2 separate regions of the Sus scrofa genome follow, and region 2 is linked to region 1. A link is a contact called in public HiChIP or PLAC-seq data. All regions are on one chromosome and are shown on one strand. The core of a region is the stretch at or near the end of the contact, and the rest is flanking DNA. Distances in the headings are between cores, read along the strand shown. Region 1 overlaps OGFRL1 (opioid growth factor receptor-like protein 1). Region 2 has its middle 95 kb from the start of MIR30A.

Evidence for each region. HiChIP or PLAC-seq counts read pairs in DNA pulled down with a chosen protein or histone mark.
Region 2: an H3K27ac HiChIP or PLAC-seq map of alveolar macrophages shows a contact between it and region 1. The contact joins two enhancer-like sites. A contact is called at or near these places in 1 of 47 Hi-C or Micro-C datasets (embryonic fibroblasts) and 1 of 2 datasets of contacts at active chromatin or transcription factors (alveolar macrophages).

What each region holds. Positions count from the first base shown.
Region 1 is chr1:51,328,783-51,335,406 of Sscrofa11.1, forward strand. It overlaps OGFRL1 (opioid growth factor receptor-like protein 1), which reads left to right. Exons shown (of 7, transcript XM_003121264.5): 7 at 1-3,549. Among named protein-coding and RNA genes, the nearest start is that of OGFRL1, 19 kb to the left of the region's middle. Within about 2 kb of position 4,164, at least 1 of the 83 cell types and tissues checked has an H3K27ac peak or open chromatin away from gene starts, as enhancers often do. A contact at or near this core is called in alveolar macrophages, where this site is marked.
Region 2 is chr1:51,504,326-51,510,949 of Sscrofa11.1, forward strand. No RefSeq gene overlaps it. Among named protein-coding and RNA genes, the nearest start is that of MIR30A, 95 kb to the left of the region's middle. Within about 2 kb of position 2,341, at least 18 of the 83 cell types and tissues checked have an H3K27ac peak or open chromatin away from gene starts, as enhancers often do. A contact at or near this core is called in alveolar macrophages, where this site is marked.

The sequences.
Region 1 (6,624 bases), core at 2,914-5,413:
CCAATTCTCCGTTTAAAAATTACATTGTATAATTTTATTTTGAATTTTAGTTTTGAGAGACTCCTTTTTTCAGCCTCAAGGAGAAAACAGAATTTATAACTCAGGAGTTACTAAAGAAGTTGTCAGGGTTTTGTTTGTTTGTCTTTTTGGGTTTTTTTTTTTGCAAAGTATTATAAATATAAACATGTTTATAAAATTACTTTTGTATCTAGATTTCAAACTTTAATCTGAAAGAAGAAATGATCTGATGTAAAAGGAAAAACAGTACAGTGTTACATCTGAGTCACCCTTTAAAAAATTTTAGCAAGTAAACTTCCTTATCAAGTGCTCAAAAATTTGTTGAACTGATGGAGAGAGAGTTTTGGTCAATTGTTTAAAGTTAAATTTTTCCAGTTTATGCTAGAATTATGGTTGAGTTTATAATCTACTAAGTAACTAAATCAGGCAGGGTTTTTTTTTTGTTTGTTTTTTGTGGGTTTTTTTTTTTTGTCTTTCTATAACTGAGGCTCATTTACAAGCTTTATTTTCTAACCCTAGACAAGAAGGACAGTCTTAATCTTGCTTGACTATGATTGCACCTCTGAGTTTCTTGTGTTTAGTTGGGGTGAGTGGGGATTCTTAGTTATAGGAATAGTTTTGAAGATTTCTGTTCTGTCTCCCTTTTTTTTTTTTTTTTTTTTTCTTTTGGGATATATCCATGCAATGTAAGGTAGGCTGGAGTTAGACATGCTGGAAGCATTTCAAATGTACGCGCAGTTGTAGAGAATGATGGCCTGGGTCAGCAGGATCTGGAAAATTAGGAGTGTATGTATATTGACTTCTTTCACCTGTGAATCCTATAGTGTTTATACCATGAACAGATTTGTGTGAGGACTCTCTAGGGTAGCAGTGAGTACAACCTTGCCTCTTTCCCTGTTCCAGCCCACCCAGCAGACTGTGCTTGGGGGCAGACCATGTTTTAGAAATTTCTTATTACAGAAGATCATAGAGTTATGAATGCCTGGAGGTATCCAGATGTGCCTTAACTGATGTAAATGATTTTCATTCAGAAGTTTAAATTTTCACCCCATTATAAAATCTTGCCTTTTAAGGAACATTCCAAACCATGAAGATCAGTTATTTTAATGAAATTTACTTTGGTGCTTTGTCGTTTTGGAGAAATTTCCATTTGTGTCAATAGCATCCCTTTAGAAGGAAGTATTCTAGCCACAATGTTCAAAAATGTGTTCTTTTTTGACAAAAAGTGTTTACAATAAGAAAGATAAACTACATTGTTACATTTATGTTTCTGTTTAATTTTGCTAATTGTGACAATTTTCATTGTAAACATCTCTCAGTTACCATGAGTAATGTTTATCTGTTTTACTTTTGTTTGTAGATGCAGATGAATGTAGAAAATAGACTTGTGTTAGATAAATTATTTAAAAGTTTAAATCTAGTAGATGGGGGAATTTGAAATTAATTTGAAAAATTTTCTGCTATAGTTTTATGAGAAACCTTTAAACGGTACCATTCTTGCATTTTTCCTTAGAATTTTTTTTTGTCGTCTTCTGCTTTTTTTTCTTCATCTGTTGAGGAGCTTATTATTTTAGTTACTTATGGGAAATAACTTCTTAATGTTTGTTTCCTTGAATTAAAGTTTTCTTGTGGAGGATAGAATTAACTGCTTTGTTTTATGGCCGGAACTCTGCCTGGAGGCTGAGTTCAGAGAAAGGAGGTGACTGAGAACCAGAGCGGATCTTGGCGAAGGGGGCTGACATTGGGCTACAGCCTCCCCAGTGGCAGGAGGGGTCCTTAGGCCTTGTCTGGATGATGAGGATGTTAGGCTCCCTGATCGCTGACTTCTGAGGAAGGTGGCCCACCTTGGACTTCATACACAGTTCCACTGGGTATCAATTTTCATAAAATATCTGTTATAATTCATTTGCCACCATTTTGTAGCTGTTTAAGAATTTGTGAGCAATTGGATACCTGCCAGTTCAATTATAGCTGAATCTTTATAACTATCTTGGGAAACACTGAAATATCAGTTCTGACTCCCCCTCCTCCCAGTTCAAAAATTCTGATCTTCAATCAGAACTTGTCAGAGGTATCTATACAAAAGTCTCCATAAAAGAATCCTGTGTTCTTTAAAGATGAAGTGAAAAGGAAAGGACACCAGTCAGTGCTCAGTTGTTAATGCTGAAAGAACTTTTTAAAAAATCAGAAACCTTATAGATTTTAATATGTAAAACATATTGAAGATATAAAGTTTATATAGCCTCGTTTTTAAATTATAATGGAGTTTGCGGAACAGTTACATGGATTAGGGAGACTGGTTATGTAGCGAGCTTTGGTCCTAAGAAGCGTCCAAGTCCTGCACTCATTAGTCAGATGAACACTTTTCAGTGCTGATGGGTTTAGTGTCATGTGAGAAGGAAGATACACATGAAACAAAAAATTAGAAACAGTAACTAGAAACTCATTATAGAGATATTCATAACCAATTATAGGTTGGTACAATGCCAGAATTACTGGAAGCAGATGAGCAGTGGTCTGCAAAAGCTCTATGGTGGGGACGCACTTTCAGAGCCAGCTCTGTGTTGTAGGTGCCAAGGAGATCAGGACTGGTGTGGAAATGGTCCCCCTTCATGCTTGTACTTGAGGCCTGAATCCCACTTACTCCACTGCAGGCTGAAACCTTTCATAGACTGAGGGAAAAAAACCAAATGGTCAGGCACCAAGTTTAGTTCCTCTGCCAGTGGTGGTTTTCCTAAAAAGAAGTTCAGTGGAGGGACTGGCTGCAGGTACAAGGAGGTCAGTGGTAGGTGGTTTGTAATGAAAGGACTGTAATCTCCCACACCATGGAGACTGATGGCGTCTTCATTGTGAGGCATCACAATTAAAAGCAACAGATGAGAGAGAGCAAAATGTTAGATCTTGTGACAAGCTTTTTCTTTCTTTTCCTTTTTATAAAAAGTGTATTTGGTTCCTAAGTTATCTGGTCTTTTTTCAGGTTACCTAAGAAGAGGGGTTGCCAGCTGGGTCCATTTCAATTGGGAAACTCTTGTGTCCTTTCCATTTTGAGTATTTTGGGAAAATGGATATGATTCTTAAAAAGATGTGTGTTTTACTTCCTACATGAGCTCAGACTCTCCGGTGGCCCTGGGCCTTTTCTGGGCTCCGTCGTCTCCTGCAGGGTGAATTACAGAATGCTGTGCATGTCTGTCTGCACCAATACCATGTGTATGTGGTAGGAGTTGTAACCAGTTTCTGGATCTGTATGGTACTATGAGACACTTATTTTATAATTCTGTAACTGTATGGCAGTGTTATGCCAAAAAATGTACAAAAAGCAATAGTTTCTGTTGTTTACTGCTGTATTTAAAAATATTGTTTCTGAAATAATATATGTAGAGTTCCTTTAAAGTAATTATTTTTAATAACTATTGCCAAATACACATCCTGTAAAGTGAATAAAAGCCACTTCACCTTAGTTAACATTCTAGCATTATGTTAGAGTCCATAATGTTGATTTTGCATGATTAAAATATTTTTAAAGAGCTGAAACAAGTGACTTTGCTGTTTTCCTATGATTAGACATATTTTTTAATGTTATTGTATGAGATCAAGATTATTTCCTTATATCCTCTAAAGTAAGTATTAGAGGATACTTGAATACTTGAAGGGTGAAATCTTACTTATAAAGGCAGTTAATTTTGTTGCAAGATTTTGGAGGGCAGATCACGTGTAAATACTGGGATGTTCTCTGTTTTACTTTTCTCTATTGTAAAGTTTTAAAAGCATGTTTCAAAGAGATGGATGAAAATACATAACTAATGGAAGGGACAGTTTTCTTCACTTAATAGGGCTAGCCTTTTAATGATGATTTTTTGATTAAGAAAAATGCAATTGTGAGGTGCAAATGAGGAGGTTGCCTGAGAGACCACAAGACAGTGTGGATGAAGGTGGGGAAAAGCATCCCCTTGGAGCTTGGCTGCACTGATACATCAAGGCAGGAAAGGTGCAGATGAAAGAACTAAGAATAAACTGTGGTGAGAGTCAGAATGAAATCACATTGTGTGTAATTGAGAAACTCAGAGAGAAAATCACAGCCACATGGTGAGCAAGCATGATTTTAACTTCAGCCTTTGGGGATGAGTTGTTTAGGGAGAGAGCAACACACATAAGCAATTACCATCCTAAGGGAAGGGCAGACACATTCTGGTAACAGAAAATGGGGAAGTTTGCTTTCTCCCAAAGGCTGAATTTCCAAAGGCAACGTAAGATCGTTAGAGAATGGAGATTCTCAGTAGAGTGAAAAAGACAGGACTGAGCCTGCATTTCTTCAAGAATATAAAATCCAGTACGCAGAGAGTTTGCAAAAGAGATTTAGAGCGTGTTCCTCATTTTAAGCTTCAAGTGGGTGCAGAGCAGCGGGTGAGCTGGTGTTCCTGGGATAGAAGGAAATCCCAGCCTGGAGAAAGAGCAGGATGGCTCTCATGGGTGAGTTTAGGCTCCAGTGATTGTGACAAAGACATTATAGGGAACAGTAACGATGATCCTGCCCTCGGGATTATCCCCGTGAATTCGTGAGATTAACTGAAAGAGCATTTTAAAGTAGGTTACTAATGAGAGATTGACTTTGCTCGGGAAGGCTGGGTTTATTGATTTTGCTGTAATAGTTAGCATTCTACTATTTCGATAACATTACTGTATACTCAGCACTACCAAGGAATATACAGATTCTCTCAAGTGGTTGTAACATAATTTATTATGACTGAAATAGCTTATTTGTTCTACTCTCAGCTTGAGAAAAGGAAGAGGTTGGAGGAAGGAGGAAACAGAAGTGGTGGAGGAGATGACCCAAGTGAGGCCTGACAGCTCATCTTAGAACCCTGAGGTGGTCCAAGAGCCCAGAATGGATGATTTCACTGTCGGCAGGAAGAAAGGTTTAAGAAAGAGCCCCAAAGGAGGGAAAGGAGTGAGCAAAGAGGCAATTTGTCTAACTGGGAAGAGCTGACTTCCCCCACCCTCTGCCCCTGCCCCTGAGGCATATGGAAGTTCCTGGGCCAGGAATCAAATCTGAGCTGCAGCTGTGACCTACAGCCACAGCTGCAGCAACACCAGATCCTCAACCTGCTGCACCACCTGGGAACTCCTGGGAAGAGCTGGCTTTGAGGATAGATGGGTCCATATGGCACCATCCTTACGGTTGGCTGTGTGGCTTTGGGTGAGTCCTATAAACTCTCAGGTCTCTGGTTTCCCACTAGTAATAATGTCTACTTTGTGATTTTCTTGGGAGGATTAGATTGTGGGTGAGAAATGTCAGGGATGTAGTCAAGACACTTCTTTATAGTGGCTGCTGGTGTTCTAGAAAAAAATAAGGAGAAGTTTGGTCACAACATTGTGCAGCATTTATCTCAATGGAAATCAATTTAATGTGTTTACCAAGCTTATAGATCAAAATAAACATCTTAGGCATTGTTTATTATTTTAATTTAGTTCTTAACTGCAAAAACTAGCTGTGTAGAATTGGTTTTATATTAGACACACTGATAGGATAGAAATTTTCCTTCATTGTGACTATAATGGATGTACAAAATGGCCCTTTAGGGAGTTCCCACTGTGGCTCAGTGGTTAACAAATCCAACTATGAACCATGAGGTTGCGGGTTCGATCCCTGGTCTTGCTCAGCGGGTTAAGGATCCGGTGTTGCCCTGAGCTGTGGTCTAGGTCGCAGACGTGGCTTGGATTCCACGTTGCTGTAGCTGTGGTATAGACTGGCGGCTACAGTTCCGATTCGACCCCTATCCTGGGAACCTCCATTTGCCGAGGGTGCGGCCCCAGAAAAAGACAAAAATAAAAAACAAAACAAAATGGTCCTTTATTCCTTCCTGAATAATTGTTTGAATTTGTTTATCTTCTCTGCCAAGAAAGAGCTGGAGTGTGGGGGCAGAGCTGAAGCCTTTTGACCAGGATCAGGAAGCGATCTTAGTTTATTTTAGGACATTAGCAGTACAGATTCTTATTGAGGGCAGGACATTTTAATTTAAAATCCTCCAAACAAAAGGCCACTTAACAGTTAACACTAAAAATGTGTGTGTATATAGTCACTCCTATGAACTCAGCGACTAACTTGGCATTGTTTTCTTACAGTCAGAACCAGGAAGGTGAATAATCTTCTGCTAAATATATATTCAACTTTCAGAATTCTAACTTGCAGGTATCTTCACACTATGAAGTCACAATGGGGTCACCAGAGTTCCTGGGCCATGTTTTGTTCAACCCTTCATCCTTTTAGAATGCTCCCTACATACTTTAAGTAAAATGTGAAATAAATTCTCAGTAATATAAGTAGAAGAGAAACATTTTCTTTTTTCTCTAACATTCACTTCAACCCATCCACCCTCATTTCATCTGTTTCAATGTCAGAAGGGGGAAGGGTTGCTATAGGCTTTCCCAGTTAGACCCTGTGGATCCTAATGTACAGAAAATGAAGAGCAGTGATAGGACTTTCCTCCCTCAAATGCTGCAGATGCAAGAGTGTGGGGGGGTGCCCAAGCCCTCAGCTCTTGCTTCTCAATATGTCTTCCCTTTACCCCTTTGATTTTTTTTTCTTTTTCTTTTTAGGTCTTTTTGCCT
Region 2 (6,624 bases), core at 1,091-3,590, 170 kb after region 1:
ATTAACACTTATTCCTTACACAAGCATGCACACACACGCAAACACACACACACACACACACACTCACAGAGAGGGATTGAAGATGTATAAGTACTAAATGAGATTGAACACTTCTAACTAGATGATGGACAGTATATAGGCTAAAAATGTAAACATTAAAATTTAGACCTTAATAGAAACACTTAAGTGGTTAGTGACACAAAATTTTTCTGTGGTAAAAAAATAAGTGTTTTCTGTAGTTTCAAGAAAATACCAGGAGCAGTCCGCCCTCAAAGAGGTATATGGAAGCTTCATGATAGAGATATCAGTCTATTCAAGGGAATAGACAGCAAAAGATATCATGACTTTCATGATAGAGATACCAGTCTAATCAGGGGAATAGAAAACAAAAGGATTCAGCTCAACCTGTAGCATTTTCATGGACTCATTTGTGTGCTTGAATTGAGGAAGCTCTCAGAGATGTGAGTAATTCCAGACTGATTTCTGTCCAATGCAGGTTGGGGCCCCTTGGTGGTGGCTGTCTCTGGGGAAGTGGAACTTTTGACCATGATTTCAAAGTGTGGGTCAAAGAAGTGAAAGAAACACAGATGGGGAAGAAGAACTAGCAGGCTCCCTCCCTCCATGGAGACTGGATGAAACAAACACATGCATAGTTGTAGATAACACCTTCACTGATTCTATAACTTAATACAGTGCTTAAAATATAGAAATCTTTACAGTACTCTTTTCCCTTAACATGGTGTCAAGGCCATTTTCTTATCTTAACCTTAAGTACTTTGGTGGCCTGCATTCTTGGTGGCGTGCATTAAACTATAAACCCAGTTTACAGCAGCAACGGTGCTGTTGGGATATGGGCTTGGGGATATGCAGATGTGTGGAAACTTGCCAGAACAGGTCTGTCAATTAGGTTATTGGTTTGTTAGAAACTGTTGGGGTCTTGGGAAGAAAGACCAAGATTGATGGATGGAAACCCAAAATACTGACAAAATTAAAGGCGATACTTTATGAGAGAATAAATAGCCTCATTAACTGACCCTCAGGGAGACTGGCCCACCCTATTTGCAATGCTGGAGCCAGGTGGGTCTCCCAGCTGTGGAGCCAGGTAGGACTTAAGGATCAAGGAGCCTCTCTCCCATAGGCGGCGGAACTGAGCTCTGCATGCCAAATTTATTTTAAATTCCCAACCTGATATATTGCTCTACTTCCCCTGAGGAAAGGGAATAAAGAGGAGGGAGGGAAGCAGGGTTTAGGGAAAATTCCTCTTCACTGAAACCAGAACAGCTGAGAAAATGTGTTTCCCTCTAGTGGAAATGACTTCTTAATCCTTCAGATTTTTTCATTTAACACTCTCCGTGGCTATAGCACATGGTTCAAGGTGGCTTTGAGGGATTAAGCTTCAAACATTTAAGCCGTGTAATGCAGTGCAATTGGTAGCATTGTTTTGTATGGCTTTGAATCCTAATGTTTTCCTTCGGGTCCTAGGCCCGGGACTGGGCTCATATGCTTGGATGTGTTAAGCTTATTAAAAACTGACTAACTGGTCAGAATGGCTGACAAATCAGCCACTGAGATCTTCAGACTTGACTTCAAATGATTCAGTTCCACAAACAAATCAATGACACTATGTCTTGCCCTATAGATGTTTGTTCAAATATATCAATTACATCATCTTTCAGAATTTTACATCCCAGATTTTATTCTAAACACAAATGAAAGACATTTCTAAATTCTTAAAAGCATGGGAAATGTGATATTTTTGTGGATACAAACATTGAAATTCCTTTAGGGATTTCTGTTTCCACCACAATATAAACCAAAACCAATGCATATATATATGCAGCCCCCTCCACCCCCGACAGGCTGCTAATTGTATTGTCTACTAGGAAGATCAAATGAGTTATGAATGCTCCAAATGGAAGCTGTTTTATTAAGAAAAGCAATTAATGAGAAACCTAAAAGTTAAGTCATCTCCATGCCAGATCAACATAGTGTTTGTATGAAACTTACAAATCTTAGTTTTCAAAATGATATTGAGGAAACAAACATGACAGCTGTGCAAATATGGTCAATGCCTCACTTCCTACTGACTTCTAGTCAACAATTTTAAAACAAAAGCGGTGAGGACTTTCAGTGAAATCCTGGTGAGCAAGGAGTCAGTATTTAGTGATTTGGTGGCTGTCAGAAAATGTCTTCCTATTTTAAAGGGGCTGTTTGTTCCTGGCTGAGGTCTGTGAGTGTACGCAGGGAATTCCAAACTGAAAGTGTGTGTTTATAGGATACACAATACTGCAGATCAAGGCTGATCTGCAGTTAGGGCTGGTTCCCTTTGGTTTCTAGAAAGGAGCAAGGGTGCCCTCTTGGGCCCTGGTGCAGAAACTTCCCTCACACATGAATTCTCGGGGGCCTCATCTTAGGAACCGCAAGGCCAAAGGCAAAGTTTTAGCCACTGAAACAGGCCTGAGTGGGGGCAGCAGCTCCAGAATTGACTGAAGTCAGTTTGCCAGTACCTGCCAATCCCATCTTCAACTCTCCCTGGGCCCTTACTAACAATGCATGCCATTCCCACACTGGCCTGCCTCACCTCCTCAATCAGAACGACTGCTTCAGTGACAGGTTGATAGTATTTTGACGTGTTTTGTCTGTAATAATAATGCTCCTTAGCTACATCACGCAATACTGCTTCTTCAGGTGCCTTCAGATTAACATCATGTAATTTATTGCTTTAGCCATAAAAACTGCAGCATCTGAGGACTGGAAAAACATTACAGATTACGTAATTTAACCTCTTTGTCTGTCAAAGAGGAAACAGAGTTTGGGTCTCATGTAACAGAATTAAAAAGCCACAAGGTTTGAACCTAGAGCCGGTTTCCTGAACCCCCGTTAACAGAATTAAGTTTCTGTTACCTAATGTTTACAGAGAATATGTGAATGAGTCAGGATAGGTATTATTTCTATTTCATAGATAAAGATTTTAAAGATTATGGAGGTTCAGTGGTTTATTTGAAGTCACATGACTAAGTAGGGACAGAGCTAGAAAGGAATCCAGTGTCTTACCTTCTGGTTAGGATTATTTACAAACACATGTGTGTGAACCCAAACTCAGAAACTAAGAAAGACGCAGGTCTGTGCCTCAACAGTTAGTCTCCTGTTAATCAAACATTCAGTGGGTGTCAGGGGTTTTCCTAGTCACAAAGGAAATGTTGAACAGGACAGAGTCTGTGACATCCAGGGTGTGGTAGCCAGCCTCCGAGATGGACCCCCCAATGGCTTTTGCCTCGGGCCATTCATGCCCTTGACTAGTTTCTTCTCACACCAAATGCAGATGACCTGTGTGATCAGTTGGATATTGCTGAACAACTATGTGTTACCTCTCAGTCTAGGTCATAAAACACACTGTGGTTTCTGTCTTGCTCTCTCTTGGATCACTTGCTCTTGAAGGATCTAGTTGCCATATAGTGTGGACATCCCTGCAGCCCTGTTGAGAAGACCATTCAGGAACTGAGAACTCTGATAGCCAGCAAAAACCTGCCAATCATGTGTGTCAAGTGTCTTGAAATCAGATTTTCCAGCCCCTGTCAGGCCTTCAGATGACTGCAGCCTTGGCAGATATCCAACTGCAACCTCAAGTCAGACTCCAGGCCAGAACTACCAAGTGAAGTCATTCCCAAATTCTTAACTCATAAAAATGGTGTGAGATAATGTTCGTTGCTAGGTTTTTTTTGTTTTGTTTTGTTTTGTTTTTATCTTTCTTATGACTGAAACTTCTGCATATGGAAGTTCCTGGGCTAGAGGTTGAATCAGAACTGCAGCTGCTGGCCTACACCACAGCAACAACAAAACTGGATCCAAGCCACATCTGCAATCTACAGCACAACTTGCAGCAGCACCGGATCCTTAACCCAGTGATCGAGGCCAGGAAATGAACTCACGTCCTCATGGACACTATGTTGGGTTCTTAACCTGCTGAGCCACAATGGGAATTCCTGTTGCTGTTTTAAGTTGCTAAGTTTGGGGTAATTTATCATGCAGCAATGGATAACACATAGTTGGAGTGAAAAAATAAAGACAAAATTAAATAGAGTAACTTCAAGTAGAGTGTTATGAAGAAGATAAAATACGGTGCTATGATAGAGGGAGGTAGAGGACTGCTTTGACCAGGGTGGGGGGGCCCTCTAAGGAGGGGGGCACTTGAGCTGAGAGATCGCTGTTCATAAAGAGGCAACCATGGAGAGACTGAGAGAAGAGAAACTCCCAAAGAAGCAACAGTATGCGCAAAGGTCCCATGCCAGGGAAAAGCTGGGCATATTTAAAGGACAGAAAGAAAGCCAATTTGGATGGAGGGCCATGAATTAGGGAGAAAGTTGAGGAAGATTAAGTAAAAAAATACAGGCAGAGCCAAATCACGAAAAGCCTTGAAGGTCATGGGAAGCCATTGAGGATTTGTAAACGGAGGAGACCCAGGATCCAATGTGCAGGTTGGAAAGACTTCTCTGACTGCTGTGTGGACACTGAATAGTCCTGGGGTGGGGATGCACCCAAGAAAGAAAAGAGAAGATGATAACGGAAATCTATCTTTGTGCAATGACACACTCCATGGGGAATTTCTTTAAAAAGGATTCAGCACTCTGCAGCTTCAAGAGAGTCTCACTATTAGTGACTTCACTCAAGTTCCTAAGAGCTGTTCTTCTAGAGAAAAACAGCAGATGCTGGCACACACCTGGCTGGTGGGGTGAATTTGTGTTTGGGATGAAGTCCTGGGTAGCTGTGCTGAAGTATGCAAAGCACACCATCCTTAGGTGGATCGGTGGAGTCTGAATCCAGCCATAGTCCTTAAAGGAGACACTAAGGTTCGGAGAAAAAAATATGTTTAGGATTACAATTATAGAAGGTTTTTTCCTCTTAAATTTTTATGATTTTTGAGGACTTTAAGATTTCCTTTTTTTGCTTTTTTTTTTTTTTTTTTTTTTTTTTTTAGGGCCACACCTGCTGCATATGGAAGTTTCCAGGCTAGGGGTTGAATCGGAGCTTCAGCTGCCAGCCTATACCACAGCTACAGCCACAGCCACACCAGACCTGAGCTGTATCTGCGACTTATGCCACAACTCATGGCAATGCTGGATCCTTAGCCCTCTGATTGAGCCCAGGGATTGAACCCGTATCTTAACCTGCTGAGCCACAATGGGAACACTCAGGACTTTAAGATTTTCTGGGCATCCATTGGGTATATTGTTATTGCTCCATGAAGACAACAGTAAAATCAGCTTATTTCTTAATTGTTACATTCTTTCCACTGAGGAAATTTGGTTCCTATAAATAATCAAATCAAAAGGCAGTTTTCGCTCCCGTACAATCAAGCCCTGTGTGCTTAGGAATTAAGTACCTCTTTTTAAGTCCAGCATGTATTTCTAAGAATAACATCACGATTCAAAAATGATAAGGCACACAACTATGTGGACTGTTTACATTTGGGAAACTAATAGAGAATTCTCTTTCACTTTATCCCTCAAGGAAAAGACCATCATGGGTCACTGGGACCATATTATGTTACAGTCTCGTGGTTCACTCCATGTGAGCTGCTCTCCGCTCCTTCACACACACAGACCCCAGCTATGTGACACACAGTTAAGCACATTTTCTAAAGTAAGAGGAAAATTCATCCAAACACCAGAACAGATGTAAATAAAAAAGAAGAGGGTAGTTTAAAAATATTTCTGTTGCTATCAGCAATAATTTTGTCTCCTGAATGGCATTTGGCTGTTGGTGTAGAGTGTGAATCAAGCTCGTCTGGTTACTGTGGAAGATGGAGCAATGGCAAGTTTCCAATTTTCAGTCCAGGAGATTGTTTACTGAAAGTTCCTTATGCTTTTAAAACTACGTTTTAAAGAAAGCATCAAGTAGAAAATTGTTTATATAGGTCAGGAAATTGATTCTGTTGTATGTATTCCTGTAGATACAGCCATATACAAAATGTTATAGGAGTTGCTTTTTAAAATACTTTTTGGGAAACATTTCCTAAACCTGAAAATAAATATGTTACTGTCTTTATTGATGTACAAATTTCTCCTTAAACAATATTCAGCCAGTCAACCAGCACTTTTTTTTTCTTTCTTTCTTTTTTTTTTTTTTTTTTTTTTTTTTTTGTCTTGCACCCACAGCACATGGACGTTCCCAGGCTAGGGATCAGATCAGAGCTGCAGCGGCCAGTCTATGCCACAGCCATAGTAACACCAGATCCGAGCCGTGTCTTCAACCTACATTGTACTCACTATGGTGACGCTGGTTCTTGAGCAAGGCCAGGGATCAAACCGGCATCCTTATGGACATGAGTCCAGTTCTTTACCACTGAGCCACAACAGAAACTTCGAGTCAACCAGTCTAAATGGAATAATTAGGAATTTTCTTTTCTTTCATAAGGTACTGATTTATTTGAACACCACCATTAGATTGCTGGAAAATTAGAAAACATCAGTGTACTCTAGCAAATTAATTGCCTCTGGCAATGATTTGATAATTCAGAGTAACATAAAAAAGTAAAAAAGAGAATTCAGAGTAATATAAGGAGATATGATAGGTGCAAATAAACTTTCCATGTACAACAATTTTATAAAGAGGGACATAATTTCA